Linked DNA regions of Salvelinus alpinus: region 1 is linked to region 2. The links are chromatin contacts, called in public Hi-C maps. All regions are on one chromosome and are shown on one strand. The core of a region is the stretch at or near the end of the contact, and the rest is flanking DNA. Distances in the headings are between cores, read along the strand shown. Region 1 holds the start of ppip5k2 (diphosphoinositol pentakisphosphate kinase 2). Region 2 holds the start of chd1 (chromodomain helicase DNA binding protein 1).

What was found. Hi-C and Micro-C count contacts between places; a contact is called where the count stands out from the background.
Region 1: a contact with region 2 is called in a Hi-C map of muscle, with 3 times the contacts expected there. The contact joins the promoter of ppip5k2 here to the promoter of chd1 in region 2. A contact is called at or near these places in 2 of 3 Hi-C or Micro-C datasets (muscle and red muscle).

The regions. Positions count from the first base shown.
Region 1 is chr18:42,747,334-42,750,233 of SLU_Salpinus.1, reverse strand. It overlaps ppip5k2 (diphosphoinositol pentakisphosphate kinase 2), which reads right to left and starts at 1,509. Exons shown (of 31, transcript XM_071351384.1): 1 at 1,154-1,509.
Region 2 is chr18:42,508,427-42,511,321 of SLU_Salpinus.1, reverse strand. chd1 (chromodomain helicase DNA binding protein 1) reads left to right here and starts at 1,320. Exons shown (of 37, transcript XM_071351928.1): 1 at 1,320-1,642.

The sequences.
Region 1 (2,900 bases), core at 260-2,759, 240 kb before region 2:
TAAAGGAAAAATAAGTGTTCATAAAGTATTTACTAAAAATTTAGAAGAAAAAAAAGATTTAAAAAGAGGAACAATAAAATAACAGTATCCCACTCAAATGTCAGTGACTACTTCATCTCGTCGTTGCTCCACCCACACCTGCTAGTCTGTTCAATAAACAGACAAACAGGTCTGGATGACACTGGCTGTGTCCCAAATGGCACCTTATTCCCTATACAGTGCCATCAGACTTTGGTCAGAAGTAGTGTATAGGGCTATTTGTGACACACTGTTTATCTGCCTGGGCACACACACACCACCATGCAACCTTCCATCACCCTCAGACTGGACATCTGTCATGGGAACAAACTGTCAGTCACAGCACGACCAGGATGCTACAATCAGCCCAGGATAGTCAGATGATGCCCAATCCAAAACAAGTGCAACCTTGAAATGCAAGGGCAAGGTCTCCAGGTTGGATTGTAGCTACAGATTGATGTTGTTTTCCTTTCTGTGTGGACCACACACACACACACACATATATACTAGGCTAGACTGCAATGGGGTTCAAGGAAGATGTATTGAATAGACTTCTGATAGTGAACCAGTTCTCTGACTGTGTCCTGGAAACGTATTCTGTTCAGGATTATTAGTCTGTGAATAATAAGAGTAACATTGGGATAGATACTTCCCATTAGTAAACTAGTTTCTACAACATGCAATGATGACAAGCTGACACAGACAGTGAAATAATATTAACGACGTTACAATCAACATTCACTCGGGCAACGGAAAAGGACGTTTATAGTTCTAAATCACATCAACATTGGGGTTGGATGACATACTTATCTAAATCTTCTTATGGTTAGCTAGCTAGCATTTTTCAGTTGAATGGGGAATTCAAAAAGCTTTTCATCAGATAAAATGATTGAATGACTCATCGGTCTTCCTCCATCCAGACAGGTGCAACATCACCTCGCTAACGTTAGCCTAGTCCATGGCTAACGGCGTTAGCTACCTAGCACAGTTAGCTTGTAACGTTACTTCCTGACAAATGTCTAGCTTCGACTTGTTAACATTGGCCAGGCACGCGTGCCTCCCCTTCTTATGTAAGGCTTAGTGAACTCAATGTAAAATGTTTTTTTTTTTACTTAATGTAAAAAATGTCTCTTACCTTATCTAATATGAAACGCCCTTAGTCGAGTCTGTATGCCTTCAAAGTAAGTTAGTCCTGCTTGGCTTCTGACAACACGGACAGCTTAGCTAGCTAGCCTGCCAACTACACAGTAGTACACCTTGCTGAATGTGTGTGCAATGAAAAAGGTTGTTGTTAGTTTGTAGCCAACATTGTCCGACACTGTTACTAGCAGGGATGCTGATTTAGCTACCTTATTCCAAGTGTGTTTTGCAGTTTTACTCTACCAATTATGCATGGGGATTTGCATCTTGCGCTATCACAGCTATCATTAAAAATCTCAAAATACCAGGGGCGTATTCATTACTAGCGGACTAAACTCCACTCCATGGTGGCTAATTCATACGGAAACCGTTTACCGTTTAAGAACCAAAAGTAAGCAAACAGAGCAAACGAGAGTTTCTATTGGACTAATTCAGGTAGGTCCCGCCCCCATTTCGTTCAGTGTATTTCCGTTTAAGAAACGTTTTGCAACACAATTGTCGTAATGAATACACCCCAATAACCAAAAAACGTAATTTGTATGTCGTCACTAAGGGGCGGGAAAAGAGACATAATTCCTCCAAAGCCTCAAAAACACAAGTATGGGTAGAAGCAAACTTGGAAAACAAGAAGCAGAGTATACAGGAACTTCTTTGGTGAAAGTATTGATTCCACTGTCTAGGAATTGAAGATGCCATATACTGTCTAACGCTCAAATGTTTCACAATAGCCGGGCTATTGTGCCCTTGCCGTTGTGCCCTTGAGCAAGGCACCCCTAACTGTTCTACATGGCTGCGTTAGGCAGGCAGCCTAGTTCTGATATTTTTTTTCACTAATTGGTATTTTGTCCAATCAGATCTGGTGTGGGTTGCCTGTCTAAACGCACTCTATGCCGGGGAGCCACACTGCTGCTGACAATGAGCTTCCAAACCCCTCAGTGGTGTGTGTGTGTGTGTGTGTGTTTTGGGGGGTTGAGTCAAAAAGGAAAATAATATTTACACTTTCTGACAGATCATGGACAATAAAGGTTTCTTCTTCTTCTAACCCAAGGTTGGGCTCGATTCAGAATGGAATTGAGAATGCCTCATAAATTCCAATTCAGGTCTTGCATTAGAATTTAATTTGAATTGAAGTAGTGAAAAGGATACAGAATTGCAATTCGAATTTTAATTAAATTCGATGCCTTTTTCTGTTCCACATTAGGTGTGGTCTATACAAATATACATCCTGTACATAAAACATCAAACATGTCGTTATATACATGCATATAAAATATTGTTGAAATTGATTTAGAGGACAAACTCTTAAAATAAATGATCAAGGAAAACAAAACTTGTATGTGAATATTCTAAGTTATTATATTTAGTTAATATGAAAATAAAAATGTTGTTCAATATGGGGAAAATACTACATTTCCCAGAATGCAAAACCTACTGTTGTGTACTTTAGCAGCGCTTCCCTTCCTCTTTTTTTGCAGCCCTAGAGTCCTTTAAAATGTCCTATCTGGTCTCTGATCATGTCCTACGGTTTCTGGTAATGTTTCTCTAGCAACAGTGACATTTATCAATGTTCAGGGAATTACCAGTACCCATTGAATTAGCGGGTAAAGAGTTTCAATCACTGTGGCTATGTTGATTTCCAACTTTGTCTGCGTTTACAACTGCAGCCCAATTCAGATGTTTTATTGTTGCACAAATTGGTCTTTTGACCAATCACATCAGATCTTGTTTAACATCAGATCTTT
Region 2 (2,895 bases), core at 71-2,570:
CATGAAAGTAATTCAAAACTAAATGGACTTTCTAAAGATTCCCCCAGAGGGCAATACACAAAAGCCGCTACAGACATCCAACTAAAGGGGAGCTGAGGGAGCACTAAGAAATCTAGGTCATGTCACGTGACCTGTTGTCTGAATAACAATAGTGGATGGAGGCCCCAAAATAATATGCCCCACAGATCATCTTTGTTCGTTCATTTTCCTCTATCGTTTTAGTTACCGCCAGACCTAAATTAGGTTTGACAGCCATTGGGCCGAGCCTTTTGGTCCTTTAGGTCCGTATAAAAGCACACCAGTTGTATTACCACTAGTGATGGGAGCAGGGGGGGTTTCAATACAGTTACATATCGTGATATTATTTTTGACGATATATCGTATCGCTTTGACAATATCCCAAGACTAATTTTGCACTAGTTGGTACCTAAGACCAAAACTCCAGTATTTTTCCTTCATAGCTTGTTCTCCATCTTCTTTTTAAATAAGGAGTCAATTTGTTTTCAGCACTTTTATTTCCATGGCTGATCAAAACTTGTTTTATCATGGCACTCTCTTGTCCCTCTGCAGCAGACATGGTGAGCAATATGTTTGGACCATAGAATCACCGTATTGAATCGCAATACATATAGAATCGTGAGAATCACAAAACATATCGTATCTGCAACGAAGTATCGTGATAATATAGTAACGTGAGGTCCCTGGCAACCCCCCCCCCCCCCCCCCTAATAACCACCACAGTTGAATTTTGACCACCGATCTCATGTTATTCTGCTAGATATCCCTGACCATAACCTGTTGAAATCTGCACTCATTTCAATTCCATAACCATTCAATATGTTGAAAATTTTACTTTATACTGTTAAATTGTTAGTTTGCATTTGTCCTTTATATTGAGATTCAGGAGGCTTGATTTACCCAAGAATATATTTCTCCTCTGGCAGAGGGAGTTCTAGAAACAGTTTCATCATCTACATAAGAATGTGGTGATGAGGACCATTATAAGAGATGTAGAGGGTAATTTTAAGTATTTGTCCAAATAGATAAATTGTGATTAAATTATTTGAAGCAGGTTAATGCTTGGTTGAAGCAAGCATTGCAGTGAAGGGTGTCAATCTAACCAGCACTCAACCCAATGCTATTTAATTCTCATGTGGACTACTACCTACCTCTGTTTTATAATTACAACTATATTTCACATAATAGGCCGACTACTGTCACCTTTCGTTTGTTGTAGTTTGCAGTTGTAGGAGACTGCAAAACATCGTCGTTACGTCACTACCCGGGGTTTCCACACTCAACATCGCTAATGTTACAGAGTGAACTCGACGGCGTCATGGCGGAGACCGGCTGTAGTAGGACCCGCAGCTGAAATGTTATCTACAATCGCTGTAAATTAATCATATATTGTTTCGAATTCAAAACGGAAAATTAAAAGTGAAACATATTTTACACTTCTGGAGGAAGAAATCAAGAAACTTGGCTCGAATTCTAGTAAGATCAGTTGGGGCTGCTCTCCCCGGCCCGGGAGCTAGCTAGCAAGCTATCTTTAGCTGCTAGTTCGCTAGCCAAAGAAAATAAGAAAAAAGGACCACTGAAGTCGGACGGCAGAATCAGACTGGCAGTTCGCCGTAGCTTCAAGGTAGCCTAAATTACTAAACAAACCCCGATTTAGTACATTTTTTAGGGATTTATATGGGTATTATTGCTTAGTTTAGTTAAATACCTCCATAGAAAGCAAGGAGCCTGTCACCTAGCTAGATTTTGGGAAGTAAGCGACTGATAAACACTCTTGTTAGCTATTAGCAACGAGGGAGCTAGCTTGGGAGTGCGGGAAAAGGGTGATTATAAAACGTGATGAGTATGTGAATGTGTTTGAGGTCATGGGAATTTGCATATATTGATTAGAGCACTGTTAGAAACAATGGTACAATCACAATTGGCTACAAGTTTTATGTAAAAACCTACCTAACACTTTCCCCATGACCTGGTTTGTTAGATTAGCTAGCTTGTCAGCTAAGCTACAGTACCTAGCTAGTTTGTTTGCTAAAATGTGACTGTTAAGCTAGCTAGTAAGCTAACTAGGTCATTCAGTTGTCCACATATGAAAAAATAAAGGATAACTGGGTAAATATTTGCCACAAGTGGAAAATATTTTGTTAAACGTCCATAACTTGCTATTGTTAGCGAAATATTGTTTCACGTGGCTTAAGGTTAGTTGCTTTTTCCTCTTTCAAGGCCAGTGTGCTAGCTAGTTAGTGGTCTTGAGTTCAGTTTACTGTTTAGCTAGAACATCAGCTAGCAACTAGCTAGGTTAGCAAACAACTTTTCATGGCTAGAGAGGAAAAATATGGATTTAAATGTTGTACGCTCATAGACGGATTGCTATATATTAGTTTATAGCTGGGCAGTTAGCATCAGTATGATTCCGCCAAAAGCTAGCAGCTGAAATGATGCGCTTAATGCTAAACATCTCAGAAATAAATCTGTCTTCTGCACACAGCCAGAGCTTGGTTTGCCATTGCTAGTTTACTGGCTTGCTGCGCAACTCTGTTTGTCGATGTATGCGAGAGAAGAATACTGTAGGCGTGGTACTATCTTGCTTCGGGCCTCCTGCGAAAGAGATCTGGAGTGCGGCGCATTGTCCAGGACAGTGCGCGAAACTCACATGCTGTGCAGGCCTCACAACAGGCCTGTGCGGTCGGAAAAGCGCTGGCTTGGTAACTTACCGCTACCGTTTGCATTCAGACGTAGGAAGCTAGCTAATATGACAGGGATGAAAACAAACCAGCAGGATTTATGTGTTAGCTAATTTGCTCTATAGTTCAATGTAGCTAGCTACTAACTAGCTAACGTCATATAATGTTAAACAAGTTTAGAATAGCTGGATGGCTA